Linked DNA regions of Gossypium arboreum: region 1 is linked to region 2. Evidence: chromatin contacts called from public Hi-C data. All regions are on one chromosome and are shown on one strand. The core of a region is the stretch at or near the end of the contact, and the rest is flanking DNA. Distances in the headings are between cores, read along the strand shown. Region 1 holds the start of LOC108466185 (growth-regulating factor 4-like). Region 2 holds the start of LOC108460697 (dnaJ protein ERDJ2-like).

Region 1 (2,700 bases), core at 110-2,609, 340 kb before region 2:
TTTGTCACTCCAATTCTCATAGTTAAGAGCGATCATTGTCTCCATGTCTTCGGTGTCTACAAGTTCTATTTCAGTGAATTTGATGGGATCTGCCGAAACTGGAAACTTTTAGAAAAGTTTTGAGACCTTCTCCTACAACGTCTAACAATTTTTGCGTTAATCCTTCCCTTCATATCATCCAACGAGATATTTCTATTAAATCTCATTGATATTTGTTGCAGATATTCAAATATACATCCAACGGTTGTTGTCAAGATGATTCCATCGAAATAAACGCATACGAAAAACTAATTATCCATCTTCAATACTCAATCATTAAAAATTAATAAAAAATCTCAAAACAATTTCAAACAACATTAAAAACTTGCTTAAAAAATTTAATGGATGATAATAGTCCATTTCTAACAATATCAAATTTATTGTCATTTCTAACAATATCAAATATATTAAAAATTTTACAAGATAACATTCTCAATAATCTAAACATAAAAACATTCTCAATAATCTAAACATAAAACTTACTAACAAATCACAATAAACAAAATATAAAAATAACACTAAACAAACTATATAATACTAACAAAATTTTTTCTTATCATAATCTATTATATTTGAAAATAACAATAAGAAAATTACATTTTCTTTTCTTTCTTTGAAAATAACAATAAGAAAATTACATTTTCTTTTCTTTCTTCTCTTTTCTTTCTTTCTTCTCTTCTCTTCTCTCTCTCTTGTTCTATAATTTTTTTTTTCAAACTGATACGAGCCGGATGGGGGACTTGGGGGAGGGGGGAATATACTAGAGGGTGCCGCCTATTAGATAGGTACAATTGGTGCCGCCTTTGACAACCCCTCCACTGGTGCCGCCTCTGATATCCCCTCTACTAGTGTCACCTCTAACATCCCCTCCACCTAGGCCATGTCACCATTTATTATTATTATTTACTGTTTTGATCAGAAAATGAGGGTGGTGTCGCCTATGCACCACCTTCTATTACTTGAAATGTACCATTTTGATACTTAATTTTATCAATATACCATTTTAGAGTTTTTTTTTAATATTTTTTTGATAAAAAGCCCTCAAAATAACAAAAATAGGAGAAAATAGGTTTAGGGCAGACCACTGTAGCGCTTGGCCGAATGCCGTGGCATACAGACAGCTTGTCAATCAAGGGCGTCATGGCACTTAGCTAAATGTCGCGCCCTTACATCCTTTCCCAGTGCTATTGCTTTTTAAGCTCTAGCCACTCATTTCAGCTTCGAAATATCCTTGAGTGCTTGTTTTACTCGATATTCTTAAGCTTACATGACACAAATACTAAAAAGGAAATTAGAAAGTAAAAGGACTCTGAAATAAATCAGTCATGCAAAATTCAATGCAAAAATAGAAAAGAGAGCGTTTAAGAGAGAGTAGTTCTTAACTTAGAACGATTTCCCCGTCTTTGATTAGGACCATCTGAAGATAATATTTTTACACATGTAAAATAAAAACAATTATCTATAAAATTAACTTTGTCGTTTACTTTACATTTAAAAAAGTCTGCCTCCTGGTGTCAGAATAGTTCCTCTTCCTCTCTTTGAAGTCTTAAGGTATTGCTATCTGCCGAAGCCATAAGAGGAAAGAAGTTCCTGCAAAAGCTTTTTCCAAACTTTCTCTTGTTAACACATCAACAAAACAGACCCCAAAACCCAAATAAAAATATTTCTGTCAAAATAGCCCCCGCCGCCCCAACCAACTAAAACCCCCAAAGCACCTCTCTTTCTCTTTCCATGAACTTGCATCTGAAGCAATGTAGAAACCAGCATGAGTCAGACCATCAACAACAACCACCTTCTGCAAATATACCAAAACTTCACCTTCATCATCATCATCACCAACACCCATCTCCTCTTCCTTTGCTCGTACCTCATCACCACTGCAAATCCAGCAGCAACAATCTGCCACCACTTCCTCATTCATCCTTCACGTTTCCCAGCAGTGAGATTTTTTTCCTTTTTCTTTGCTCCTTTTTTTTTCTTGGCAGGATTCTCAGAAAAGTTTTCAACTCCTAAGTTTGGGAAGTTTCTGGCTAGCTTGCTTACTTGATTTTTTCCTTCTAAGTTACCTTTTTACTTCTCCCTTTAGTGATGGGAAGTTTCTTCAGCTTGTCTCAATGGCAGGAACTGTAGTTACAAGCTTTGATCTTTAGATACATGTTAGCAGGCGCAGCTGTTCCTCCCCAACTCCTTCAATCAATCGAGAATACTACTATTCTTCACTCTCCTTCATATTTCCTCCACCACCCTCTTCGACACTTCTCCCATTACCAGCCACCTTGTGAGTGATTATATTTATGAGATGTGTGACCTGTCCTTGCTTTTATATTTTTATGAAATGCGTACTTTAGCATTTTCTCATCAAATTTATAAAGAAAATAAGTACATAATAAAAGAGATTGATGCATAAATGATTTTATAGTATTATATATATATATATATAAACCCGGGTGAAAACACAAACAAAAAGAGAGAAGAAACGTAGAAAGGGGGGAAGAAGTCTAGTGCTAGTTCTTACTGAAACTTTTTTATTTAACTTTCATTTTTGAGTGGTTTCTTTGTTCTCTTATTTTGATTGAAAGAAAGACAAAACTTCCATATATATCTACACGGTCTACCTAAGGAACTTAATGAATCTGTCCAAATAGTATGTACTTAAAAGAT
Region 2 (2,700 bases), core at 64-2,563:
ATGTGTAAAGGCCTTAGATGTGGTTGTTGGATTGAGGAATCATATTATGATGGTCTTTCGTAAAATGGATGTTGTTATTTTGTGTTTCAGGGTGGCAAAAGGACTTGGTAAATAGCCCTATGTTGTCCACAAGGGTAAACACACAGGCATGTGTCTAGGCCGTGTGTCATGGGCATGTTGTCAGACCGTGTGCCCCCTGCACGTAAAAATTTCAAGCCAGTATGCATGGTAGTAAACACAGGGCAGAGACACGGCCGTGTGTCTCAGCCGTGTGGAGGACACGGCCTCTGGCCACTGGCGTGTGCCTTGGTCATGTGCCCCTTATTGGATACTGACGTTAGAAACAAAATGTCAAGGTTTTTAGACACGAGCTAGGACACAGGCGTGTCATGGCCGGGCCATAGACACGGGCGTGTGTTAGGTCGTGTGAAAACCACTGTAGGTTCGAATTTGGAATTAAATTCACACGGGTATGGGACACAGGCGTGTCCCTAGATGCTTAGGCCGTGTGAGTCACACAGGCCATCAGCACGACCATGTTATAACGACCACATGGGCGTGTTGCCCTTCCACACAAGCTTGTGCCCTGTTTTAAGAATCATTTTTATTTAGTCGATTTAAGGACCTGAGTTGGTTCCGAAGGGTTTCCAAAGAAATTTTGAGGCCTTGTAGGCCCACTTTAAGGAGTTTAAATAGAGTTCTAAAGAGTTTTAAATTTAATCAAGTCTCGGTGTCTCAAAAACGAATGTATGCATGGCTTCGTACCCAGTCCTGGCCTCAGACTCTAGTAAGGGGTGTTACATTGTCATCTTTTTTTCCCAATTAATTTACTTATATACTTAGATTTAATTTAATTAATTACTTTAATAAGGCTTAATTAAACTTTAATCCTTAATTAATTAAATCTAATGACAATTAACATCACATCCCACATTCATTTAAAATTGGTTTATTAGCCAGTCATTTGGATAATTGCTATTTAAATCCCCAAGCCTTATTCTAACTAAAAATTTATAGCGATTAAATTTTTGCGATTTAGTCTCTGAGCCTTAATTACTCACAATTTCGACTAAATCTCTTAACCAATTTTCAATTCATTAATATGCTAATCCCATAACATCTTTATTTAATATTTACAAACTCATTTATGGAAATGAAGTCTCGAAATTGTATTTTTTAACATCACTAAAAATTGAGTCGTTACAAAAATATTTATTTAAATTTAATTATAAAAGTGAAGTTAATTTTTAAATTGTAGAAATAAATTCTTTGAATTTGCTATATGAATTCGATTGTATGCGCTTTATAAATTAAGTTTGTGCTACGCGCAGAAGTTGACGGGGAAGGAAAAAGGGCCGGGGCTGGCTTTCCCTTTTCAGTTAGGATTTTTGGATGTTGTTGGGCTTTGGGTCCACGAACTAAAATCGCAATTTGAACTTAGAAGAAGGCCAAGCCGAAGCCTGGGCCAGAACTGAAGGTGAAGCAGCTAACACACCATAGAGATCTGGCATCCCTCCGCTAAATTCTGCTGTAAGATCTCTATTAACCAAAGAAGAATAATAGTAATAGTAATAAAATCGAATCTTCTTCTGCTGAAACGCTTTGCTTTCTAGTTTCTAGACAGAAATTCGATCAGCTCTAGTAGTTTAATAGTCAGGTTTTTGTTTCTCCGTTAGTTTATTTATTAAATCAATAAATTGAAGCATATTAACATATGGGTTTATTTATTTACCCTTTTTTTTTTCCTGGAAGGAATATTCATTCAAGTTCGATATTCATGGGGCGGGAAGTTCCAGTTTAAGGTTTATTTGAGAAATAATTTCAATAATGATTTTATTTTGATTTCTGATGAGTTTTAATGTAAATGTAATTTTGGTGCCAAACTTTAATTAGTTAATTTATACTATAATAATTCAATTTTGTTTTTCTGCCAAAGGAGAATTGGATAGGCATATTTCAAATTAAGATTTTATCTGTATTTTCCTCGGTTGATTGTTTCTCAAATTGTTGTCACAGAGTTATATAAAGAAGAAAGATCTCCTTGAATTTTATTTTTGAAGTAAGAAGGTGAATATGGGTGCTTCGGAAGAGAACAGTGCCTTGTTTCCAATCTTTGTGTTGACTATAATGGCTCTGCCATTAGTGCCATACACTATAGTTAAGATATTAAACACATTCTCGAAGAAGGCAATGACTATCCATTGCCAGTGTTCTGTGTGTTCTCGGTCTGGGAAGTATAGGAAATCAATTTTCAAACGGGTAGATATGCTTCTGATTGTATTTCATTTATCGTCTGGAACTTTGTTTGAATTTGATAAGTATTTGTGATATTTTGGATTGTTTTTGCAGATCTCGAACTTCTCAACTTGTAGTAATCTGACCCTTGTGCTTCTCTGGGTTGTCATGGTGGTGCTGATATACTATATCAAGCATACAAGTCATGAGGTAATCCATTTGTTCTTAATATCTGATGACAACATGATTTAATCTTGTAGTCAGCTGCTAAACCTCATCCTCTCTGCTGGAACTTTGGGTTTAGGTGAAGAATTTATATCTTATGTGTGGTTTGAGAAAGTATAGGCATCTCTTCTCACCTATTTGTTTTTGTTTTTGGATGTGGACTGAATGTTCATATGCTAGTATCAGCTTGGTCATGTATTAATATATTAATGCTAACAGCCAGTTGGTTGTTTCTTCAAC

Evidence for each region. A called contact is a pair of places that touch in the nucleus more often than the background predicts.
Region 1: a contact with region 2 is called in a Hi-C map of leaf, with 5 times the contacts expected there. The contact joins the promoter of LOC108466185 here to the promoter of LOC108460697 in region 2. A contact is called at or near these places in 2 of 5 Hi-C or Micro-C datasets (both in leaf).

The regions. Positions count from the first base shown.
Region 1 is chr4:87,675,183-87,677,882 of ASM2569848v2, reverse strand. LOC108466185 (growth-regulating factor 4-like) reads left to right here and starts at 1,359. Exons shown (of 6, transcript XM_053026775.1): 1 at 1,359-2,050; 2 at 2,126-2,317. The coding sequence starts at 1,771.
Region 2 is chr4:87,338,335-87,341,034 of ASM2569848v2, reverse strand. LOC108460697 (dnaJ protein ERDJ2-like) reads left to right here and starts at 1,313. Exons shown (of 12, transcript XM_053027343.1): 1 at 1,313-1,530; 2 at 1,753-1,802; 3 at 2,017-2,259; 4 at 2,350-2,445. The coding sequence starts at 2,074.